Linked DNA regions of Mus musculus: regions 1 and 3 are each linked to region 2. A link is a contact called in public Hi-C and HiChIP or PLAC-seq data. All regions are on one chromosome and are shown on one strand. The core of a region is the stretch at or near the end of the contact, and the rest is flanking DNA. Distances in the headings are between cores, read along the strand shown.

Region 1 (3,975 bases), core at 1,179-3,678, 340 kb after region 2:
CTGTCTGGCTGTGTCCCCAGCCTGGCTCATTCTCACTTCCTTTGGGTCTGTTATTTCCAGGTGGCCTGGAGCACTGTTTGTGTGTTGTGTTTGTGTGTTGCCTTGCCTTTTTCATCTTGGCATGTTGGTGTCTTGGTCTGGTTTTCTCTTTGTTTTTTGAGACATACGCTTGCTAGTAGCTCAGCCTGCTCTCAAATTCTTAAGCCTTCCCTCTTAGCCTTCAGCCTGGTATTAAAGACATAATACAACCATGTCTACAACATGTAGAATTTTCAGATAAAAAGCAACATTCAAATGTCCTTCCCTAATAAAAATTCTCATGTTCCTTGCCTCTCTTTAGCTACCCTCTGCCTCTTTCCAAATACTATTTTATCATGTGACTTGTATGCTATGCATAATAATAGAGATATTTGCTGCTATTAATATTACTGTGAAAGAAGCCCATGTAAGTTACCATTTTGCTAATAAAATGGTGCTTTGAAATGATTCTCCTGCTTATATCAGGAGCTAAAACTAAGTTTGGAGAGATGGCTCCCTGGGCAAGAGCACTTGCTGCAAGAACATGGTGACATGAGTTCAAATCCCCAGCCCTCATGTGCTGGCTGATAGCCTAGCTCCAAGTTCAGTGAGAGACCTCTGTAAGAGATTGCAGGGCAGGCTATCTGACATCCTCCTCTGGCCTCCACTATATGTGTGTATACTCGACACATGCACACACATACATGCATGCACACATACACAGTTGGACAGAGGCTACATAAATAGTTTTCAAAGAAGCTTACCATAAAAAAGCATTAAGCATAAGCATGGTTTGCTTACATAGCATCTTCTCCATCTAAATCTTCTACATTGTTAGGGACGACATAGCTACAATGTTTCAGACTGGACAATATAGCTACAATGTTTCAGACTGGACAATATAGCTACAATGTTTCAGACTGGACAATATAGCTACAATGTTTCAGACTGGACAATATAGCTACAATGTTTCAGACTGGTCATCTTCTTGATTTAACAAACAGCCTGCAAATAGGAATGGGAGGAAGGAAATATGTGCATCAAATTGAATTATTCCAGTTGGTGGCTCTCCTTAATCCAATCATTGGTGAGACAGCCAAGTCCCTCTTCTTGGCTGGCATCCAACACGGTCATAATAGAACCCAGATGCCAAGAGTTAATAAAGGTGACTTGGATGGAAAGCAGCAAACTGGCAAACTGTCCTCATCTCTTCCCACAGCCAGGATCCCAGGGGCAGCCAGGGCCCACAGGACCCACACTGAGCTCCTGTGTATTTAAACTGACTATCTCATGTAGAGTACTGTGTACATCAGACTACTAAAAATGGCCCACCCTGAGATCATGTGTGTTTAAATTGACGGTTTCATGTAGAGTACTGTGTACATTAGAATACTGAAAGAATGTATGAGGACCTCTATGTTTGTAAAAAAAAAAAAAAAAAAAAAAAAAAAAAAAAGAACTGATATAATACAGTTCTACCTTTGAGAAACTAAGTAAAAATGTTTATGTGTTATTTATCGGTGACTTTTGGAACACTGGAATACTCTTTACATTTTCCCTCCTTTTGGTTCCTTGTGAGAATGGCTTGGTTTTCGTCCCAGAGCCCAGGTCTGTGTTGGCAATGCCCTTCCTTCTCCCCTCTCTGCTGCTCAGTGGCTCCAGAACCTCTGGGTCACACAGGAAGCCAGCCTATGCAACCGCAGAGCAGAGGAAACTCCAGGACCCAGAATGCTGCCATCTCTCATGAAAGGGAGGCAAGGAAGAGAAGAGAGGGAAGGGGCAAGGTGCACATTGGTCAGCATGCAAGCCTTTTGCTAAGTAACTGTACAGAAATCCATCAAAACCAAATTTCATGACTGTGCTCAGAAACTTCTGTGCAGGATTAATCACCCTCTAACCACCCGTTGCTCTCCACATCCTGGAAGCAAGCCCTGTGAATAAGAATGTACTAATGTCTCAGAAAACCATAGGAAAGTTGAAGTCATGTCTGCTAGGAAAACTAGGAAAGCTTGGCCCATGTATTCCATATCTGTAATACTATTTTATATATTCTATATGTTCTCTATAGTCTCTATATTCTATAGTCTGATCATTCACTGAAGGGGAATCAAGATGGACATCTTTATTGTCTGCCACCCGAATTATTGAACCCTGAAATTCCTCCATGATTAGAAGTGACCCTGTGGTCTTTACATTCTGTGATTAGAAACTGGGTTTCTACTGCACAGAGACCTCCAATCTCAAAAAGGACAGGTGTAACTTCCCTAGCTGTGATGGTTTGTACATTCTTGGACCAGGGAGTGGTACCATTTGGAGGTGTGGTCTTGTTGGAATAGGTGTGACCTGGTTGGAGTAGGTGTGTCACTGTGGGTGTGGGCTTAATGCTCTCACCCTAGGTGCCTGGAGGTCTTTTTCCACTAGCAGCCTTTGGATGAAGACATAGAACTCTCAGTTCTGCCTGCACCATGACAGCCTAGATGCTGCCATGCTCCCACCTTGATGATAATGGACGGAACCTCTGAAGCTGTAAACCAGCCCCAATTAAATGTTGTTTTTTCTAAGACTTGCCTTGGTCATGGTGTCTGTTCACAACAGTAAAACCCTGACTAAAACAGATTAGAAACTGTGTTTCTACTGCACAGAGACCTCCAATCTCAAAAAAGACAGGTGTAACTTCCCTAGCCAAGGCCGGCTTCATCTCATCTATGTCGTATGCTGGCCTAGATCTAAAAGCCAAAGTTGGCTTCAGTATCCCATTAGCACCCCATAGATGCTAGGGTTACAATTGCTGTATTACAAAAGCCACTGATTGGCTTTGACACTTTACCTGTAAAATGCAAAACTCTTTCATTGGGATATGAAATATCCTTTCTAGTATTTTCATTTAATAGAAGATTTATGACAACTTGAGATCTGATGCATGAAGGGGGGAAAGAGCATTAGGTTTTTAGCTGACAAAAAGGGCTGCCATGGATGATAAAGTCATTTGGCACATTTGGTTTTACTTTGTGTTGAACTTGCATTGAGAGCATGCTCCTTTGAAAATAACAGTAGCAAACAAGAAAAATGAAAGCCATACCTAATGTGGTCCAGCAAAGCAAGTGATGGAAGGAGCCTCAAGGAAGCACAGTGGATGATCAGGAGAAAGGTATCCCAAAAGGATCCAGAACTGCTTTTAGAACACAGAGATTTCTATGAAATGGTGTCTCCAAGTTCCTTTAGTGGTCAGGTGCCCTGGTTTCTGCTGTGTTCTGTGTTCTCTCTGTCCTCTACCATCCAAAGGCTGTGTTGCCTTTATTCTAACAGCCTGTAGTTCTGCACCCTAACTGCATGTGCTCCCAGGCCATCAGCTTTGCGATTGTTTCAGAACACCGAGCTCTTAGTTCACACTGGTGACATGGTGATACGGCGATCTCTCTAGTATGTAACCCACCCTCAATTCAGAATGAATCTCTTCCCAGTTCAGAACTAGCAGATTGGAAATGGGTTTAATCTCTCATCGGATAGTCTTGGTCTTCCAATCCTCCTACATTGTGGCTTCTATCACCAGCAAGGTTATTACACTTATTTCCAACCATAGATCAGACAGATAAGTAATAGAGCCTAACGTTGGCTGACATTTTGAGTGTTGCAGTGACTAAATAGAATCAAGTCCTTGCCCTTTGGGGGAAGAGGAGATGTGGGTAAGATACAAAGTATTATTAGTAAGTATTATAGGTTCTATGGATTAAAGTCGGAGGGATCCAAGGGTGTTCCTGGGGATGGTTGCAGTTTTAGTTGTGTTCGTCAGAAGAGACTGAGAAGGTGATATCAAAGGCTTGAAGGAGGTGATGGAGACTCATCGAGGGAAGACTTACAGGAAGCAGTACCCATCAGGTGTATAGCTCTAAGGCTATAGACAGCCTGGTCTTTTCTGAGACCTGCCCAGATGATCAGTGCAGCATGATCCTCAGCCAG
Region 2 (4,366 bases), core at 1,777-4,276:
TTAAGTGAAATAGCATGCTGTTTGTAAAAAGCAGGCAACCCATAGGCCTTAGACACACATAACCAAACAGTCTTCAACAGGGACACACATGACCAGTCTTCAACAGGGACACACATGACCAGTCTTCAACAGGGGCAGGTGTGGATGGAGGAATCCTTATAACCGATTAGCTAAACTTCTCTATAATCTGATTTTTTTTTAAATTTCTAGAAGCTTCTTTCCTATGACTCTTTTCCTGTGCCAGTGTATAGACAGCAAGTGCCAATATCTCAGTCAAGCAAGTAAGAGGTATAAAACAAAGGTGCCGATACTCGTAGCAGGCGCCCATGGTTAAACAGAACTGTCAGGCATTTAGACTTATTGAAGTCAACTTCCTGTTTATACTGGGAATGAATCATGACCCCTGGATAGGGTCTGTTTACTCTCTCTCAAGGATCAATTTTTCACTAGCAAATATAAAGACATGATTTATATTTAATCCCACATTCTAAGCAAGCTTTTTTATTTACAAAATAAATATGGACTGAGATTATAATATTCTAGCCTCCACATGTTTTAACAAAACATGAGAACTACAGTTGATGAGGGAACATGACAACCTAAAAAACAGAATACACAATAAGTATGAAAAAGTTTCCTAAGACCGATATAAAAGGCAATTGTTATTTAATTAACTTTACAGAGTTCACATTCAAAGATTTACAAGTAATAACCTCATATAAGCACCGAAGTGAAGACTGGTGTTTCTTAAACTACTTTAGTTGAACGGACCTACAAAATCTCTGACCAATCATACTGACACCCAAGAAAATAAAAGACTCAGGGTATCATCTCTGAAGCTTCATGGTCTAGACTCAGTCCCCGAGCCCCAAGCACACTCAGGAAATCTTAATGCAGACGTTTTGACTGCTCACCCTCCTTTGTGTCAACATTGTCCTGTGGCAGGCCATTTTCATAAGCAGATCATGCTACAAAGGTCACTCTTTCACCTCTGGAAAGATTATATCCATAGACATTGTGTTAGATTCTATTCAGAGAGACACTGTCATGTGGGTCAAAAGCCCAGTGGCCTGCAGCAATAAAGTCCACAGCCATTATAAATGCTAAAGTTCTTAGGCTCTTCAGGACAATGTAGACTTGTTTGGAGTGTAAACTGTCTAATGCAGTTAAAGTAGAAGATATTTTATATTTTTATTATACATAATCACTATATTTCAATATGCTTAAGGGTTATACAATAGTCATTTACTACATAGGATAAAAATGATCAATCAAGTATATAACATGATTATTTTTCCAAGAGCCAATTGAGTGTCATTATCTGAAAATCACTGTCATAGATGGAGGTGACTTGTCGAACTGAAGACTAGCAAACATAATGGTTTTTCCTAATAGGGAAACAGGAAGCCTTTTGGGTCATACAGAATAGCTCTTCATCTGAACTTAGAAGTCAAAGTTCATATGCAAATAATTACATATGAAACAAGACTAGGTAAAAATTGAGATTATTAGAAAGAAACAGAAACAAAAATCTCTGAAAGTAGAGACAGTCTAGTCAAGCAAGAAGAGAAGAAGAAAGAGGAGAGGGGAGCAGATGGGGAGGACGAGGATAAGGAGGGTCTGGACTGAAGATGGAGGAGGGCAGGATCGCACTCCAGTGCTCTGTGAGAGAACTGCCTCGTTCATTTTGGAGGCTGGAATGTTTTACTAATGCATTTGTTTTCATATGCTTTAATCACATGGTGGTTAAGTTTCTACATAAATTGTTATTTGTAAATCTTGTTTTGCATTAATAGTTTGATACCTATAGTTGTTACATCTTTGCTTTTTGAGAGAAGTGTTTAGATTTTTAGGATTTGTAAAACTAGTGATTTTAAAATACTAAATAACTAAGCAAGAAGAAGGCCCTGGGAATGAAGCTAAGCTGGGCTTCTGATCTGACTTGCATTGTCTTGGGGTTCATCTTTATCTTCACAGCAAACTCTGGTGGTGCGTGGCCACCGTGCCAGCACTGGGGCTGCACATGATAGAGGCAGTAGATCAGGAGTTCTACATCATCATCAGTTACAAGGGGAGTTCGAGGCTACCCTTGGCAACCAGAGACTTTCATCTTGAAAAAATCAAAAGGAAAGAAAAAGACATTTAAAGGAAACCAACATTAAAATACCTTGTATTTTATGCTGGTATTTTCTATCCTCCTTTGTATAATTTCTACCAGTATAATGGACCCCCTAGGATTCTCTCCTATAACTAAAATTCTAGCGATGGTTTTTAGAGTTAGTTGTTATGCTATATATCCAACCTCTGTAGTATTGATAGAACCTAGTGGGGAAACCCCCACCCAAAACCCTTCATCCTATCACTGAAGGGTCTTAGGCAAGCAAATCTCTGTGAGCACAAGGCCAACATAGTCTACAGAGTGAGTTCCAGGCTATATGGACCTATGTAGTGGGACACTATCTCAAAAATAAGAAAGATTTTCATTACATTCTTCATTCTTAAAAAATTTAGATATAATAATCTAAATTTCAGATAGGCAGAGAATGGATATATATTATGAATAATTGAACATACAATATAAAATATTCATAGATTAAAATATAGATATTTATGACAATAATAAAGATTTCATAAACAGTCAATATGTTTTATTGTGTTAATATTAGCATACATTGAAAAAAAGATTGATTGTAAGGTTTTTATCTATTTTGATTCTTTGGGGAATTTTGGTGTGGTTGTTTGTTTGTTTGTTTGTTTGTTTGTTTTTGTTTTCTACTTACCAGTACTTTCTAAACTAGGAATTCAACACTTTAACTAGTAGAACAAAATAAAAACAAGAAGCATAGGTTAATATGTTCTGTGGAATATATAGGTATATTGGTTCTAATCTCCTAGATCTACCCTTCTGATAAGTAGAGTTAATCGGTTTCCTTGGATGAAAAGGCTTGCAGGCTGAGCACATTGGTAAGACTCGTGGCTCCAATTTGATGTAAGCCTTGTATTTAAGGTGAATCATCTCTCTGTGACTCCCCCGGATGTCTCCAGCTGCCTGCCCCCTTGCTTTCTTTGTGCGGTAAGTCAGAGGACAGTATGTACTGTACCTGGGCGGGACAACTTTATTATTTGTTAGAATTTTTCCTAGTGCTAGGTCATTTTGGGCAGGACTCCCTTGCCAACTAGAAAAAGACAGAAGGAAATAATGTCTTCTACAATGGGTGGCATTTGCAAGTTCCACATGACAGTGTTATTTTAACTCAGCGAGAGCAGGGTTTGGCGGTGGCAGCCACATCTACCCTTGGAGTGTGTCGCTGGAGAGAGACAGGTATTACTGAAGCCGCAAGCAAACTGTGCAATTAGGGTTAGGCAAAGGGATTAAGTAATCCAGCAACAGTCACAGTTATATAACAGGCAGATGCTGGCTGGGGAGCAGAGCCGTAACTGAATACTATAGCGGGAACTGCAAGTGTGGCTGCTGCCAAGGGTCACTGGCTGCTTCCATTAGGAGCTTAGTCTGTAGCCAGTTTATAACCCAGACAGTTTAATTCACATCAGGCTGCAACGTGGTATTCAAATCAGGAGCCGAGAGGAGCCTTTTTTTTTTTTTTTTTTTTTTTTTTTTTTTCAACCACAGAACAAATTTATCTAGAAAGGGCTAGAGATTTCAAATCACTTGGGTTTAAAAACCAAGATTCGGGTATACACAATAAGTGTAACGTATAGGATACCATATAGTTATATAGAAGAAGACCCAGATCTAGATTTTCCTGAGCTCCAGATTTAAGGAGGAGAAAAAGGAGGAACGGAGGAAGAAAAAGGAGGAAGAGGAAAAGCAAGGAAGAGGAGGAGGAGGAAGACGAGGAAGAAAAAGGAGTTGTTTCTCTGGACTTAGTAAACTTGTTTTTAATGTACAGAGGAGCAAGAAGACCATTAAGAACTCTGGACTCAGCACTGGGGACCCCTCTTCACCCTGAAGTGACTTGCCCAGGGAATTGTGGAATATTAGGTGGTACTGAAGGCACTGTGCCTCTGGGCTTCCCTGTGTGATTACCTTGGGTTTTAACATTCTTTCCCCCTCTTGTCTATCACTTGTTCATTCAATGAGTTCATTCATGAGCCCAGTGGGAATTATCGCTAAAACATTAACATGCGGGGCCTGAGCCTACTGCCTTTGCATGGCTCTCCAATGAGTCATAAACCAAACTGGAAAAGAAGGAAGGCTTTTGAAGCCAAGTCATGTCTCTATAAAACCACAACTGTTTGCAAAGTGAGTTCAATCAGTCAACCAAACCACCATTTTATCACCTTAATATCTGAAGAAAACTATTGTAGTGGGTTCTTTCTGAATGGTTAAAAATAAAGGTGTCCA
Region 3 (4,166 bases), core at 238-2,737, 320 kb after region 2:
GTCTTACTAGACTCAAACTCACTAAATGCCCATCAATATCATATGAGTGACATACGATACAAAATTATATCCTGGGAGACAGCCGCCTGCGGTTTGGGAGACTTCTTTGAACCTCAGACTTATTTTTAAAAAACTAAGGATATGACACCATCCCTTAAGTCTCGGGATTCTGGTTCTCAAAGTGCTACGGTGTCTGCATAGAACCTAAGAACAGTGGAAATGGAAATGATGTCAAAAGGAGACTTTAAACATCGGAAAGATTTTTCCACAAAACAGCGCTCAAGCCAGAATGTGTAAGAATATGTTTTAGGGTGTGCTAGTCACAGAAAGCTGTGGTTTGCACGTACTATAAAATAACTAACTACCTCCTCCTTCAGTTCTGAATTTATTTCCCGCAGTCAGTCCCATTGAAACTATGCTATGCGCTCTCATTTTAACACAACACAGCGGAGCTTGAGAAGAATAATGGAAGTCCCCACCAATACTTAGAACCACCACACAGGACTCAGCCTTTCTGACCCAAGGAAGATCCCGAGTGAAAATCGGCGTCCTGTTTCCAGAAGTTGGTTGTGGATGCTACAACTGGTCTAACAGAAGAGCAGAGGGATATAGCAGGCAACTGTGCCTCCGGGCAACACACAAACAGCGCTGTCTGTGGTTCAAAGAGTGGGCAATGAATCCCGGGCCTCTTCCCAGTCACATAAACATGAACGTCAATGGGGCTTCTAAATAACTGTCTGGAAATACCACTACAGAGCCAAGCATGGGTGTTTTCTAAAGTTCCCGATACTTTCAAAAGCTGTGATAAATCTTTCAACTGCAATAAATTCACCTAAAGCCACGAGCACCACCTGTACCCTGACCTACGCCACCTAAAAGACTACAAACATCGCTGCGCTATCCTAAGACTAGCCGATTTTTTGTTTCCGCCTCCAAATGTCCTGTATTCTCTGGGGGAAGAGGACGGTATGTCAAGGTGACTATTTTAGCAGCCTGCTCCTGCTGGGAGAGGGGTAAGGACCCTGCAGGTCACCCGGTGCCGGCGCAGGAGGCGCCCACGCTCTCCCATGCCGGGTGCCGACCTGCTCGCTCTCGCCCCTCCCGGGTGTCGGGTCGCGGCAAGCACCGACCTACCAGCGACAGCACTTTGTAGGTGTTGGGGTCTTTGGCAGGGCGGGCACGCTCCGCCTTCTCCAGCGGCTCCTCTCCTAGGTCCATGGGCGCGAGCAGCGAAGCCGCGGCTGGTGACTCGAGCTCGCGACCGTTTCCCGCTGACCCGTGCCGGGGCCCGTGCCCTGCCTGGTCGCCGTCGCGCTCCATCGCCCCGCTCTGCCCCCGCGGGCCGAGCTTTAATAGGCTCGCAGCCCCGCCCCGCCCCGCGCCGCCCCCGCCAGACCCTTGGCTCCCAGCCCTCGGCCAGCGCTCCGGCCCGAGCCGCTCAACGCCCCGGGTATTTGGCTTCCTGTCTGATTTCGGGCCCTGGGCGCGTGGGCTATTTTGGGTCCCTGACGTGGGCGTGTCTTTAACTTCCACCCCAAACCCTGTCCCCGCCCGCGATCGTGGCACCCTACGAACCCTTGCGGAATCCCCCCGCGTAGCCCAACGAGGACTGGACTGGAATCGCTGTGTGGTCTGCAAAGAGTGTGAGATCTTGGAGCCCCAAAAGTGAGAGGATGCAGCGACCCCCGAGGTCTCAAAGGCCGGACACCGGTGGCCGGGAGCAGACCTGCTTTGACCAGGGAAATGCAAACGAGCGCGTGGGGAGGTGACTTTCTTTTTCTCCCACAAGTGCAAACGAAAATTCTCTACCTGGAGCTGCTAAACGTGGGGCACGGGGTTTACACAACACTGATGGGTTTGCACAAACACACATATGGGATGTGTGGCGTCCGGGGTTGCTATCCTATTATATTTACATATTAGCTATTTTAGACTTCCGGAGGCTTCCGGGTGTCTGTGTCTTGCTTCTCCGAAGTCAGCACTTTAATTGATGAGCAGAATCAAGACTCTAACTCTATGTGATGAGCTTATTTTTAAAACAGAACGTGAGCAGTAGGCTTTAATTCTTGATGGGATTTGTTTCACCTTTGATTCTTCAGCTTTACACTCCTTCCCATCAGCAAAACCACACCTCCCAGAACCCAAAAGCAGAAGCAATGTGACTGAACACAGTGACTAAGAAAAATCACAAATTAACAAGACATCCCTTACCTGCTTTGTTTATATACATCACATTATATCACATTCACTTTTGAAGTTTAACGGGTGTAAATTGGGTTTGTCCCCTCTCAAACTGTCAGCACGGACTGGGGAGGGCAATCAACAGGTAAAGTTCTGGTATTCGCAAGCATGAGATTCTAAGGGCAAATCCCAGACTCCAAAAACCCTGTAGCCTGAGCTTGTAATCCCAAAGTAGGAGGCAAAGGCATATGGATCCCAGGGATGGCCAGCCAGCCAGCCTAGCCTATTTGCTAAGTTCAAGGCTAATAAGAAAGGGTCCCAGAAAAAGGTGAGCTGGGCTTCAGACGAATGACAACCATTGGTAGTTCTGACTTCCACTTTCATGCATGTGTGCAGATACAAACCGGAACACAGACATACAGAGAGAGAGAGACACACACACAGAGAGATAAAGAGAGGTAAAAATAAATTAAAACAATGTGAACACTTTCAATTTGTTCTGACTTCATTCATTCAGACATTTAATAATGAATCAACATTTTGAATGCCATATGTATTAAAATGTGAACATTTTCATATATATGCATATATGTATATATAGTATGGGGTGAGTCAGCAAGGGGCTAGAGTAGGATTAAACCGTAGAGAGAAGGGTCTGCATATAGATACCCAAGCCACACAGTAGGACCAATGAGTGACAGCAGGAGAAAAGGCCACCCTCAAAAGCAATCTTTAGTTTATTTTTTATTATTATCACTACATTACAAACCACCCACTAGAAACAGGTCCACCATTTCATACTCAAACATACTTTTTACCCCAAACTTGGTTCTGGGTTGTTTTTTTTTTTTTATTATTTGAATGTTTCCATAAACCAGATGGAAGGCCAAAGTTTTACTCCACTGAAACTGGCCAAATACACGTCAAATTTTCTAAAAGCGCTCAACAGACAGTTTCCAAAGCGGCCTTGAGTGTAAAAGAAAAATCGAATAAGTGTATTGTCAGCAACCCAAAGCAATTAATGACGTTTCTACTGTCCTCATTGGAAAAGCCAATGCTGTCTGCAAGGTTACAATGTCTCAAGCAGCTGAGGACAGCCAGGAAGCATTAAAGACTGATACAGCCCTCTGTAGACAAGACAGAAAGAGAGCAAGTTGGCCTCTTAGCAACAGTTGCCAAGGATTATATGTCTAAGGTGGAGACTCAGAGTTTTTAAAAACAAGAAGGAAATTTAAATCTTTTTGTGAGTTTTCTAGAAATCTTGTACATACACACACACACACACACACAGAGTCTTTAAACACTTTTGAAACCAAACACAATGTAGCCCATCTGCAGGGTGGACCTGGGAAACAGGCCACCAGGATGTGGCTTCTGCCCTGTGTTGATGCCTAGCCTGCACCATGGGGTTTTATAGGTAGTTATGAAAACCTAATTAAACTTCTAAAATCAGAAGAGTACAACCGTGTCCAGCACGCCGTTCAGGTTGTTTACCCACACACATTACACAGCCTTTGATAAAGTCTTGCCTCAGTCTTGTTTACTCTGAGTTCTCAGGGCCGAGGCATCTTATTCCAAAGTATAATAAGATCATGGCACACAAAACATCAACGTGGGTCTGGAGAGATGGCTCAGTGGTTAAGAGCACTGACTGCTCTCCCAGCGGTCCGGAGTTCAAATCCCAGCAACCACATGGTGGCTCACAACCATCTGTAAAGAGATCAGATGCCCTCTTCTGGTGTGTCTGAAGACAGCTACAGTGTACTTACTTACATATAATAAATAAATAAATCTTTAAAAAAACAAAACAAAACAAAAAAAATCAACATGGCTTTTCCAAGTAAACCAAATGTGAAATTTCAGTGTTTGGTCTCTAGGTCCAAATCATCGGCTTCTGGGGCTAAGGACTCAACTTAGCACAATAGCAGAGATGGTCCTCTAAGAATGGAAAAGATTTTTAATTCTTTAAAACTCGTAAATATTTA

What was found. A called contact is a pair of places that touch in the nucleus more often than the background predicts. HiChIP or PLAC-seq counts read pairs in DNA pulled down with a chosen protein or histone mark.
Region 1: a contact with region 2 is called in a FOXA1 HiChIP or PLAC-seq map of pancreatic cancer cells. The contact joins two enhancer-like sites. A contact is called at or near these places in 1 of 15 datasets of contacts at CTCF or cohesin (the NIH/3T3 cell line) and 1 of 115 datasets of contacts at active chromatin or transcription factors (pancreatic cancer cells).
Region 3: a contact with region 2 is called in a Hi-C map of muscle stem cells, with 2.3 times the contacts expected there. The contact joins the promoter of Enpp1 here to the enhancer-like site in region 2. A contact is called at or near these places in 2 of 39 promoter capture datasets (embryonic stem cells and liver), 1 of 484 Hi-C or Micro-C datasets (muscle stem cells) and 3 of 115 datasets of contacts at active chromatin or transcription factors (embryonic fibroblasts, embryonic stem cells and pancreatic cancer cells).

Annotation. Positions count from the first base shown.
Region 1 is chr10:24,737,468-24,741,442 of GRCm38.p6, forward strand. No RefSeq gene overlaps it. Among named protein-coding and RNA genes, the nearest start is that of Enpp1, 27 kb to the left of the region's middle. Within about 2 kb of position 2,429, at least 12 of the 459 cell types and tissues checked have an H3K27ac peak or open chromatin away from gene starts, as enhancers often do. A contact at or near this core is called in pancreatic cancer cells, where this site is marked.
Region 2 is chr10:24,393,170-24,397,535 of GRCm38.p6, forward strand. All of the region lies in intron 3 of Gm15270 (predicted gene 15270), which reads right to left. Among named protein-coding and RNA genes, the nearest start is that of Gm40615, 65 kb to the right of the region's middle. Within about 2 kb of position 3,027, at least 66 of the 459 cell types and tissues checked have an H3K27ac peak or open chromatin away from gene starts, as enhancers often do. A contact at or near this core is called in embryonic fibroblasts, muscle stem cells and pancreatic cancer cells, where this site is marked.
Region 3 is chr10:24,710,672-24,714,837 of GRCm38.p6, forward strand. It overlaps Enpp1 (ectonucleotide pyrophosphatase/phosphodiesterase 1), which reads right to left and starts at 1,488. Exons shown (of 25, transcript NM_008813.4): 1 at 1,135-1,488. The coding sequence starts at 1,320.